3 separate regions of the Gossypium hirsutum genome follow, and regions 2 and 3 are each linked to region 1. Evidence: chromatin contacts called from public Hi-C data. All regions are on one chromosome and are shown on one strand. Each heading gives the region's core, a stretch centred on a gene start, on an enhancer-like site or on the middle of the called end of the contact. The rest is flanking DNA. Distances are from core to core; before and after follow the strand shown.

The links. A called contact is a pair of places that touch in the nucleus more often than the background predicts.
Region 2: a contact with region 1 is called in a Hi-C map of leaf, with 1.9 times the contacts expected there. The contact joins the promoter of LOC107896792 here to the promoter of LOC107896790 in region 1. A contact is called at or near these places in 2 of 34 Hi-C or Micro-C datasets (hypocotyl and leaf).
Region 3: a contact with region 1 is called in a Hi-C map of leaf, with 2.3 times the contacts expected there. The contact joins the promoter of LOC107896778 here to the promoter of LOC107896790 in region 1. A contact is called at or near these places in 3 of 34 Hi-C or Micro-C datasets (hypocotyl and leaf).

Annotation. Positions count from the first base shown.
Region 1 is chrA10:81,550,794-81,554,294 of Gossypium_hirsutum_v2.1, reverse strand. It overlaps LOC107896790 (F-box/kelch-repeat protein At3g06240), which reads left to right and starts at 1,573. Exons shown (of 2, transcript XM_041078879.1): 1 at 1,573-2,873; 2 at 3,437-3,501. The coding sequence starts at 1,680. The coding sequence ends at 2,834.
Region 2 is chrA10:81,236,780-81,240,280 of Gossypium_hirsutum_v2.1, reverse strand. It overlaps LOC107896792 (E3 ubiquitin-protein ligase MARCHF8), which reads right to left and starts at 1,910. Exons shown (of 8, transcript XM_016822069.2): 1 at 1,878-1,910; 2 at 1,622-1,876; 3 at 670-741; 4 at 504-571; 5 at 69-216. The coding sequence starts at 1,910.
Region 3 is chrA10:81,858,682-81,862,182 of Gossypium_hirsutum_v2.1, reverse strand. LOC107896778 reads left to right here and starts at 1,535. Exons shown (of 1, transcript XM_016822051.2): 1 at 1,535-1,945. The coding sequence starts at 1,577. The coding sequence ends at 1,759. It also overlaps the pseudogene LOC121208034.

The DNA of each region.
Region 1 (3,501 bases), core at 324-2,823:
TTGCTATCATTTATGTGGTGTCACTTTAACATAAAAATAGTTTTTTTGGAATGTTCAAGAAATATTCATATTCACATTCATTTTATCCAAGTTATAGTCTGGTGACTCTATCTACTTCCAATGGTTGCTTTCAATAATCAGTTTTGTTAAGAGATTATCATGAGTTGTGGAGTATGGTGATTGGAAGGGATTTTTATGAGATGATGACCTGAGTTTTCATGAATTATGGATTGTTTCATATTGGAGGTTGATATGTTTGTATCAGATTTTTACCTTTTTGTCATGCTTCTATTTTCTGTTTATCAATGCTATCAAGTTTAGTGTTCTTTTTGTATTTTCAACTATTTCTTGACCAATTTTGATTTACTTATTTGCTCTTCAAGGATTACTATGTAATGTATGCTATCCCTATTCTTGATTTTTTTTTTGTTTAGTAAAAAATAAAAGACTGGGGTTATATTCCTAATATCTTAGATATTTTTAATTGGTTAATATATGATGTTAGTCTCTGAATTTTGTCAAATTTTGAGATTTAATCTATGTACTTAAAAAATAAAAAATTAGGTCTTCGTATTTTTTTATTTAAAAAGTCAGAGTCCAATCATTAAAATCTTAAATATTTTCTGTCAAAATTTATCAACTTAGAATTTTGATTAGGTTGTCCTTATATGACATAACATATGATTGATTTTAAATAAACATGTTAAATTAATGAATTTTGACAAAAACTACAATAACGGTAATGATTAAATTAGAATTTTTAAATTAAAAAAATATCAAGATTGAATTTTTAACTTTTAAAGTAGACACGCCAAATCTCAAATTATATATAAGTACAGGACTAACAAAATACTTTAACCTTTTCAATTTACGGATATGGCCATTATTGTGCTAATCCTACCCAGGACAAGCTCTTGGGTTTTGAGAATTACCAGAGGGCTCGGCCAGGCCCATCATTGTAGTCCAACAACATTGACCGTAGTTCAACTTTAAGTTAAATTTAGTTATTAGTCGCTGTACTTTATAAAAGTTATGGATTTAGTCTATATACTTTAATTTAGTTATTTTTAACCCTTTTACTTTTTAAATTTCAAACCTCATCAAATGATAATTGTTAAATTCATTAAGTTATGCTATTTTCAAAATATGATGCGACAAACATATTATCATATGTTTAATGTCATATCAGCTAATTATTTTCGCATATTATTCATTAAAAATATAATTAATGGATTAAAAATTGTATTTTGCATAAAGATTGAAATTTCAAAATTCAAAAAGTATAAGGACTTAGAATGATTAAATTTGAGAATATGAACTAAATTTACAACTCTAAATGAGTAGTAATTGAATTTAACCAAGTAAATTTAATTGCTACTTTTTGAAAAGGAGTAGATTTGATCAATTTAAAACTACAAAAATTAAAATTGATCAAATTAAATTTTAATGACTGAATCCATAACTTTCATAAATTACAGGGACTGTAATAGCATAATTTAACCTTCACTTTCTTTCACATCTTCAACATTGTTTTGTAATTGTTATATACCAAATAAGAAAACGTGTAATGTTACTTGTTATAGTTTTGCCTTCTTTTTTCTATCTTAGTTCACATTGTTTTCCCCCAAAAGAAATCATTCATCAAAAGACAGAGGAAATAGATAAGACAGAGAGGGAAGATGCCCGAAACAAGAGTTGAGGTACCAGAAATGGTGATGTTGGAGATTCTGTCAAAGCTTCCAGTTAAATCCTTGACACGTTTCAGGTGCGTTTGTAAGCCTTGGTGTTCATCTTTTCAAACCCCTCACTTCATTACCAAACATCAGCAAAACAACCTCCACAACAACAACCTTAATCTCCTCCTCAAACGTTGTCAGGGTAACACCCATGATGACATCTACTATTTATCTCAACTTTCAACTGAGAAAAGCCAAAACTTTTCGGTACAACACAACATTCACTTACCCTTTTTCGAGGATTGTTGGTATGCCCCAGTGGTTTCAGGTCCTTGTAATGGATTATTGTGTTTACATGATGCTGATAAGGTTGCCCTTTGGAACCCATCAACTAGAGAGTTTAAAACTCTCCCTCAATCCACAGTCCAACGCCCTCCTTTAGTAGATTCCACTAGTTTTGGTTGCGTTGGTATTGGGTTTGATTCTCAAAGTGGTGACTACAAAGTGGTAAGATTTGTTACTAATTATTTTGAAGAGAATGAAGATGAAGGGTTAATGGGTGATTGGAACCACCAAGTTGAGTTATATTCACTTAAAAGCGATTCATGGAAGGAGATTTCAGTTCCCGGGGTTCAACCTTATGGATCTCCTTTGTTTAATAATTACGTAAATGGGTTTTATTATTGGCAGGCAATTGGGGACTCTGATTACCTTATTCTCTCATTTGATATGGTCAATGAAAAGTTTTCTACTTTACCATTGCCTGAATTTGGTGGGTCTTTAGCTAAATACTATTTGGAACTTTTGGACTTCAATGGACTGCTTGGTGCTATTGTTTACCCAAGGGAAGGGACTGACAAATCTTTTGATTTGTGGGTTATGAATGGATCATGGACTAAACAATTCAGAATTGACTCTCTTCCTGGAGTTGAGAGGCCTTTGGGGTTTTGGAAAAATGGTGAATTGTTTCTCGAGAGCTCGGATCATGAACTCGTGTTGTTTGACCCCTCCACGCGAGAGCTTAAAAGTCTTGATATCCATGCTTATCAGGAAACGATGCAGATTATTGCTTATGTTGAGAGCTTGGTTCCAATCAATGGAAGATCAGAGCGCGAGGAACTTATAATACGTCGGCCGGCTGGAGACGCATCGAATTGATATTGAATATGAAAATGGATGGGGACTACAACAAAAGAGGTAAGATTTCATGGGATTTGCTCTCTTGATATGCAGTTTATGTCGACTATATTGTCTTTCTCCAAAACTGCTGTTATTGTTCGTTCTATACGTAAGCCAAAGATGTTAGCCTCTGCCTTGTCTGTATTTTTTTTGGTTGGTTCAGTGAATTTGCTAGATTTCTGCCTAGAGAATCAATTAGTTGTTAACTCTTCTCTGCAGATCTAATAACCTGCAGATACGATCTGCAGGTGCATATACATGCTGGATATGGTGTGCTTTTCGTACACGAATTGTTGTTTAGAGAGCTAGATGTCTCGAATCGATGAATGTAATTTGATGTTGAACAATAGGAACTATTATGATGATGATCATGACTTATTGTCAGTACTTTTAGATCCAAATGAAACAGTGTAATTAGCTCAAATAATTTTGTTTTTCTAGGAATCCACTGAATACAGATTGCTTGTCTGTGTTTTTTCTTCCACTTTTATTACAATTTCCATTCCCAATTGCTTGCCAATGCAACTTGGGGCAGCTTCTACTATCATGAATCATTATCAGCTAGTTTCTCATTTTTGCAGTGGTGTTGATGTATGCTTTTTGGACTAGAGTGTGTGTTGGGTACAGGTATGATCAATGGTTTTTA
Region 2 (3,501 bases), core at 661-3,160, 310 kb after region 1:
AAACATGAGACGAGCTATTATTCTTTAGTAAAGAACGTTGAGAAAATAATTAAGCATTATTTGCTTACAATGAGGGCAACCAAACGAAGACAGGCAAGGCTACTGCTATTTGCAGCAACATAATCTTCATACTCTGATTGGAGTAGCTGGCTTTGAGAAGCAGTTAGCACTAGAAGATGCGAGTCACGGAGATCAATATGCGGGCTCCATGTTTGCCTGATCGTGAATATAATTCAAAGCAAACATAACAAAATAATCAAAATGAAATTTCAGGGACAATACAATACACGAGATCAGAAACAAGGATGTCATACTACAGCCTTCCTACTGCTATCAATGAATTGACAAGCATTTTCCGTGAGAATCTGTCCGAGAACATACAAGTTGAAACCAACCAAAAAACGTAGACATTGTATTTAAGAAGGAATGGGATGAACAAATATCTCCTATGGTCCAACAGGAAAGACACAGAAGTAGAAGCTGTTAACCAAAAAGAGGATTACCTAATGTCAATTGCCAGAACATCTGGATTGCTTCTGGTCGGAGGAAGAGAATAATTTGGTGAAAAAACCTGATAAAAACAGAGCAATATTGTACACATTATCTATCAAACACGTACTTTTTTTTATATATGCAAATTAAAAGAAAAGGGCTAAAAACACCCCCAACCTGTTTGCATATTTCGCAAGTTATGTCACCTTTCTTGTTGCACCATCTTTGAATGCACTTCCTGTGAGCAAACTGAAACAAAAATATATACACGATAAGTTAAAAAGACACTTCAAACATTTCAATCTGCAAACGCATCTTAAACCAGATAACCATATAAACAACCTATCAAGGTTTTTCATATATGTCGGATACAGGACACTGATACTTTAGGAAAAATAAAATCATGCTAATATATATAACTAGGTATTGGCTATATGAGTACCTAGTAGAAGTCATGGAAATGCAAAGAAGAAACGGAAACAGGTAAGAATATATTCTCTTTTCCTTTAAAATCTTTTACAAAAATAGAAAAAGATCAACATTTGAAATTTTCATATTGAAGCTTAGGAAATAACGTATGAAGAAAGAGAATAAGTCAAAAGGAAACTCAAACAAGGCATATGCTAATGCCAAGAAATGCTCGCATTCCAAAACCAATAAAACTACCTAGAAAACATCATAGCACCATTGCTACAAAACTGAAGCCCAACAAAGCCTACCCCTAAAAAAGCCCGGTTTTAGAATTAGCAATAAGTTGTGTATTTTATTACTATTATTAAATTGTATAATGGAATAAGCCAATAACAAAGAACCATCACTAGAGCCACAAAGTCAAGGGACAAGCCCCCAAAAGGAAAAGAAAAAAAAAAGAACCAAAGGATAAATAATTTTTTTTATATTTTTTACAACTACTCCTCTCCTAACCACAAAAAAAAAAAGTTGATTGGTAAGACCAATGAAACATACGATCAGAGTAATCTAAAGCATACAATCAAAAAACCCAGAAATATAAACTTAAAAGGGAAAAAGTTTAACCAAAAGAAAAACGATTTACCATCTTCGTTTAAAAAAGAAAAAGACCTCAAAACTTTAAAAACAGAAGGCGAGAAAAACCAAGAAAAGTAAAGACCTTGAGAGTGCCACTGCAAGCACAAGGAGCTTCCAAAGAAAGCAAATCATCTTCCTCTTGACATATCCTACACTCCACCACCTCTTTCACCTTCTTTGAACTATACCCAGTTTTTCCTTCTCCTTCTTTTCCACTATCATCATCACCACTTGCTTTCGTCATAGGAACAACAACATTAGTATTCCCAGCAGCTGTAGTTGAGATTGGTTGTCCTTCATTCACTGAAGAAGACTCAAAACAAGCTGCAGATGCTATATTTGTCGACACATACCATGAAATCATCCACCATTGTTTTCTTTTCCTTTTCCTATGTACTTTGTTTGAGTAATCTTTTACAAAAGGGACAACTTATGTTTTGTTTGACGAAAATGACCTTTGGTTGGGTTTTTATTATCGAGTCTGTCCCAACTAAAATATCTTGCCGTACCTAAACGGTTGAACTAGCTTTGGTATTGTAGGTGGTGGTCAGCTTGGACCAAACCATTTAACTACGACCAAGTGCAATTTATTGCTATTAGCATGCCGGTTCGGTCCGGGCGTAAACTCAAAGTCAAGTTCCAGTTTGCTCGTTTCCGTGAATAAAATTCAAATATTTAAATGGGTAAATTACATTGTATATCACTCAATTTTAAAAATTATAAAATAATCCTCCGAGTTTTTTTTATTACCAACCATTTACTAGGGAATGGAAAGGCATGTGGCAAATATAAAAATTGAGGTGATAACAAATTCAACTCTTAGCATTCATATATTTATGTCATTTTGATTTTGATTCTAAAAATTAATCATTAATATTTACACATTACATAATTTAATCTAATTATAAATCAATCTCAAGATTTCAAAACTTATATTTTTATATGTTTTTTAAATCACTAGTTTTTCAATAATAAAATTTATGTTTTGAAATTTCGAGACTTAAAGTTATATCTTATTTTTTTATAATTAGACTATATTATGGAAAGTGTAAACAATAAGACTAATTTTTTTATAATTTTTATAATTAGACTATATTATGGAAAGTGTAAACAATAAGACTATTTTTTTATAATTTGTTACTATACCAATTTTTATAACTGCCAAGTCATCTTTTAGTTATCTAATTAAGGGTTGATGATCAAAAAAGACAAACTCGATTTATTAATTAACTATTTTGTAACTTTTTTACAATCAAGCGACTAAAAAGGAAACTTATACATAGTTGAGTGAGTTTACCCTATTTAATTTAAATTTCATTTTTTTAATTAATAAAATATTATTAGTTCAATTTAATCATTATTTAGGACGGATAATGATTTTTAAAAAACACTTTTAAATTCGGAATCCAACTCCAACTTCTTAAACAATATTAATTCATGATTGACATTCAACGTTTAAGATTATCACTATAAAATTAAACAAAGTTGGCCAATGAACAAATACATCAAAGTTTATTCATTCATGTTTGATTAAATTTGAAACTACATTAATGGACCCTATCCAGTTAACAGCACAAGTTATTTTTAAATTCTATCTTACATGTAATATTGGTTTAATTTACTACTTAAAACATAATTTAGTTGTTCTAAATTACTAATTTTTTACATAGAAATTATTCAACTATCCAATTTTTTTATTAATTTTATACATATAAACCTATTAGTTTTTAGTTCAACGATTTAATGATAAAGTTTAAATTGTAATTTAATTAGATTAATCTCTTAATTTTTATAAAATGCAATTTAATAAGGACTAACTTGCATTTTTTTTAAAGCAAGAAAAATATAAAAACAAAAGCAACTATTTTCACTATGGATGGATGAAATAATTTTGAGTAGGGAATATGTGTTATCATGTTAATTTGGATTGAAGTTTTTCAACAAAAATAAGAGAAAATAAAT
Region 3 (3,501 bases), core at 286-2,785, 310 kb before region 1:
TTCAAAATACAATCTAACGTGGATATACAGTATAATTTCTATTTTTTAATACTTTAAATTTAATAATAATGTCAATTTAATAATGTAATTAACACTAAAGATTTTAGTCTGTTTAAAAGGTTCAATAAACTCATGCTTCTTCTTTTTTTCTATTTTAAACTAAAATTATAAATTTGTTAATGATATTACTTAATGGGCCAATATTAAGGCCCACGTTGTTTTGCTTGCCCAACCATAACCATCCCAACCTATTCCTTGGTTTCGTTTACCTTTCAAATCTGCCCAACCATAGTTTTTTTCTATTTAGTCGTGTCAGTCACGTTGGGCTTTACCCTTTATTGTAATTTACCAAAATGAGTTTTTTTTTTTACTTTTTATTTGTAAATGATATTAATTAATGGGCCAATATTAAGGCCCACGTTGTTTTGCTTGCCCAACCATAACCATCCCAACCAAATCCACGCACCACCTATTCCTTTACCTTTCAAATCTGCAGCATTTCCTTTCTGTTTTCTCCTCTGTATTCAGGTTAAGATAATAAAAAAAACCCATCGGTGCTTTGGGATTTTCGGGTAAGCTTCCGCTCTATCGCTGTTTTTTTTTTTAGTTCTTTATTATGTGTTACTTTAAAAAGGAAAGAAATTGCTTGGTCAAGTTGAAAAGTGTGAGAGAAAGATTGCTGTTTAGCAGAACTTGGAGGAACCACTTATCTGTTTTAAGACTTTGGGTTGATTTTATATGAATTTAATTTGTTTTCAGTGGTATGAGAAATGGGTTCTTCTTGGATAGTTGATTGCTGGTTACTATTGTTATGATTTGTTACAAATATTCGTTTGATTTAATGATTGTTTAAAGGATGAAGTATGAACAATGCCTGTTTTTGTTGCTATGAACTTTTTGCTTGAAATCAGTATTATTTGTGTTTGAATTTTGATGCCTTATTTGCATTTTCTGTTTAATAATCTAAACATCACTTGTTGTTACCAAACTGCTTAGCCTTTTGTTTCCAGAACCAAAAAGCACCAAGTTATCTGTTGATATCAAAGCAAGTTGTATTGTTTTGAATAATAAAAAATTGAAACTATATATATCTTTTAGAAAATGAATTGCATGATTTTACTTCATAAGGAACAATGGAATTACTGTTGCATTTTAATTGGTTATATATTTTTTATTTGGAGAAGGGGATTAAAATCTTGTTCTTTCTGTAGGGATCATGCTGTGACTCAGCAATGAAATTTCAAAAATAAATCAACATGATGTGCTAGATAATTTGTTTTTTCTTCCTGTTTGTTAATTTATAATCATGTATCACGCAATAGAAGATTCCTCAAATTACTGTAATATAATATTGGGATTTTTTTGGATATTTCCTTCTTCTTTTTTCACGTTTTGTTGCTTTCCATCGCCTTGCCGAAGAACCATATAGGCTAATAGAGTTAATTTCTAAGGGAGCATGTTTTTGTACTCCTTTTTTCCCCATTTCCAAGTGGAGTTTTGGAAGATAGTAGACTAATAGCTTGGTGAATTTCAGCTTGGACGGTATTAACACATTGGACCAATTTTCTGCTTTGAGATGGCTGGACTATTTGCTTATGGCAGCCTTGCACCAAAGACTAAGAATATGGTAGTCGCGGGGGGTTTGACAGCATTTGTATTTGGTGTATATTTCTATACTATGAGAGCTGTTGGAGGTACAGATGAGCTTCAGGTGGCTATAGATAAGTTCGAGGAGCTGAAAAAGCAAGAGGGGAAGTGAAGCATGGGATCAAAGCCTTGATCTCATTAGCCTTTTTTGTGACAATGCAGTCAAGAACTAGGTAAAGGTCATTTATATGACAGACAAAATAATGTGTTTAAAATCTGTGTTTTGAAAACTATTTGTCTTTGTTTGTTATACATTATATTGTAGTTGATAATAATAAAAACTTATTACTAGTTTTCCCTTGGCTGTATTCTTTAAGTTTTTATCATGTTACGACCTTTTGTGATGACAGCACTGGTTATTGTTGGAGAAGCTCAAACCCTAATTTTTTTGTGTGTTTCTGATGTTGTTGCCCCTATAGCAACCAGCCAATGACCTTTCTCTGGACGGGTCCAAAGGCAAGCGCGGGCACTTGTATAGTTTAAAAACTTCATCCCATTGGTTATTTTTCATTTATATTTTGTATCTTGGAAGGTTTGGTTAACCTGTAGTAATACTTTTTACTGCTTAGAACTGTAGGCAGCCATTCTGATGTGGAGATTTGTCACTTTACTTTTCCATTTGCTTGAACATTCCAGGAAACCATAATTGTTCCTTGACATGTCCTGATGGTTCCTCCAGTTGAAAACAGTAATGCATTAACTTTATCATAATTAAATTCGATTCGGTAGTTTGATCCTAGTAAAGCAATTCTAATGATTTCTAATAACCCGAAATAAAAACGACCCAAATATTTGTTTAATCAAAATTAATCTGGTCGAAAATAAGTTGACCTGTCGTCTAGTCAACCTTTAATGGTGATTGGTTTTAAGACTTGATGGCCAAAAGCAATCCCTAAAAAATAATGGAAAACAGCATCAGTCCACAAGAGAAGATGATCATCAGCATGTGAAAACCTTCATTTCTTACATCAGTTGTTGACACCTTCGTAGACTTGTCTATCAGCGGCCTCATTTTGCCCAAGCATCACCATCGACAAATTCCTCAAAAACCCCTTCAAACTCATTACCCTTCCCCCAGTTGTGTCGTTGCTAAGGGAGCCCTCCATGGCGATCTCGAGAAGATCATGCAAGCCTTCCGTCTTGGTGGCCTAATTGATGGGTCCAATTATTGGTTTGGTGTGTCTACCACCGTTGTTCAAATAGGTGGTGTGCTCAAGATCCTTTATTTCTAAAAGATGTTGAAGCATGAAGCTGTTAAAAATGGTGGGCAAACTGATAACTTTGAATGGCAATCATGAGATAATGAATGTTGAAGATGATTTTAGGTAGGTAACTATAAAGAGTTTGGAGGAAGTCATTGTTTGGGCTTATTGGTATGGTGTTGGGAACAGATGAAGAGTTTGTGTCGTGGGTTGGAAATGCCTTTCCAGGGGATTCCTTCATCGATATTTCATGGCATGCTTGAAAAGTTTTGTCATAGTTTCAGAGCTAGAACTGCTACACTGAGACCTAATGGTCCAATTTCACGTAGATTATTGGCTGATAATGCGACTTTTTAATGGTAGGAGATTTTGTGTTGGTCCATGGAGGGGTTTTAAGAAACATGTGGATTATGGGTTGGAGAGGCAGATGTTGACAGGAAACGAGGGCTTGGACTGTTGATACCAGAACATAGTCCAGTACAAGTCGAAGGGAAAGCTTGGAAGTTTCGAGTATCTGAGCTACCAAAAGCTGCTGCCTCGTTAAGTACTGCATCGATATTCGTTTTCCGGAAACATAATGAGTTATGAATTTCTTGAATTTCAGTCTTGGTTTTATAGGATACGTGTGTAGCGACTTGATCGATACAAACAC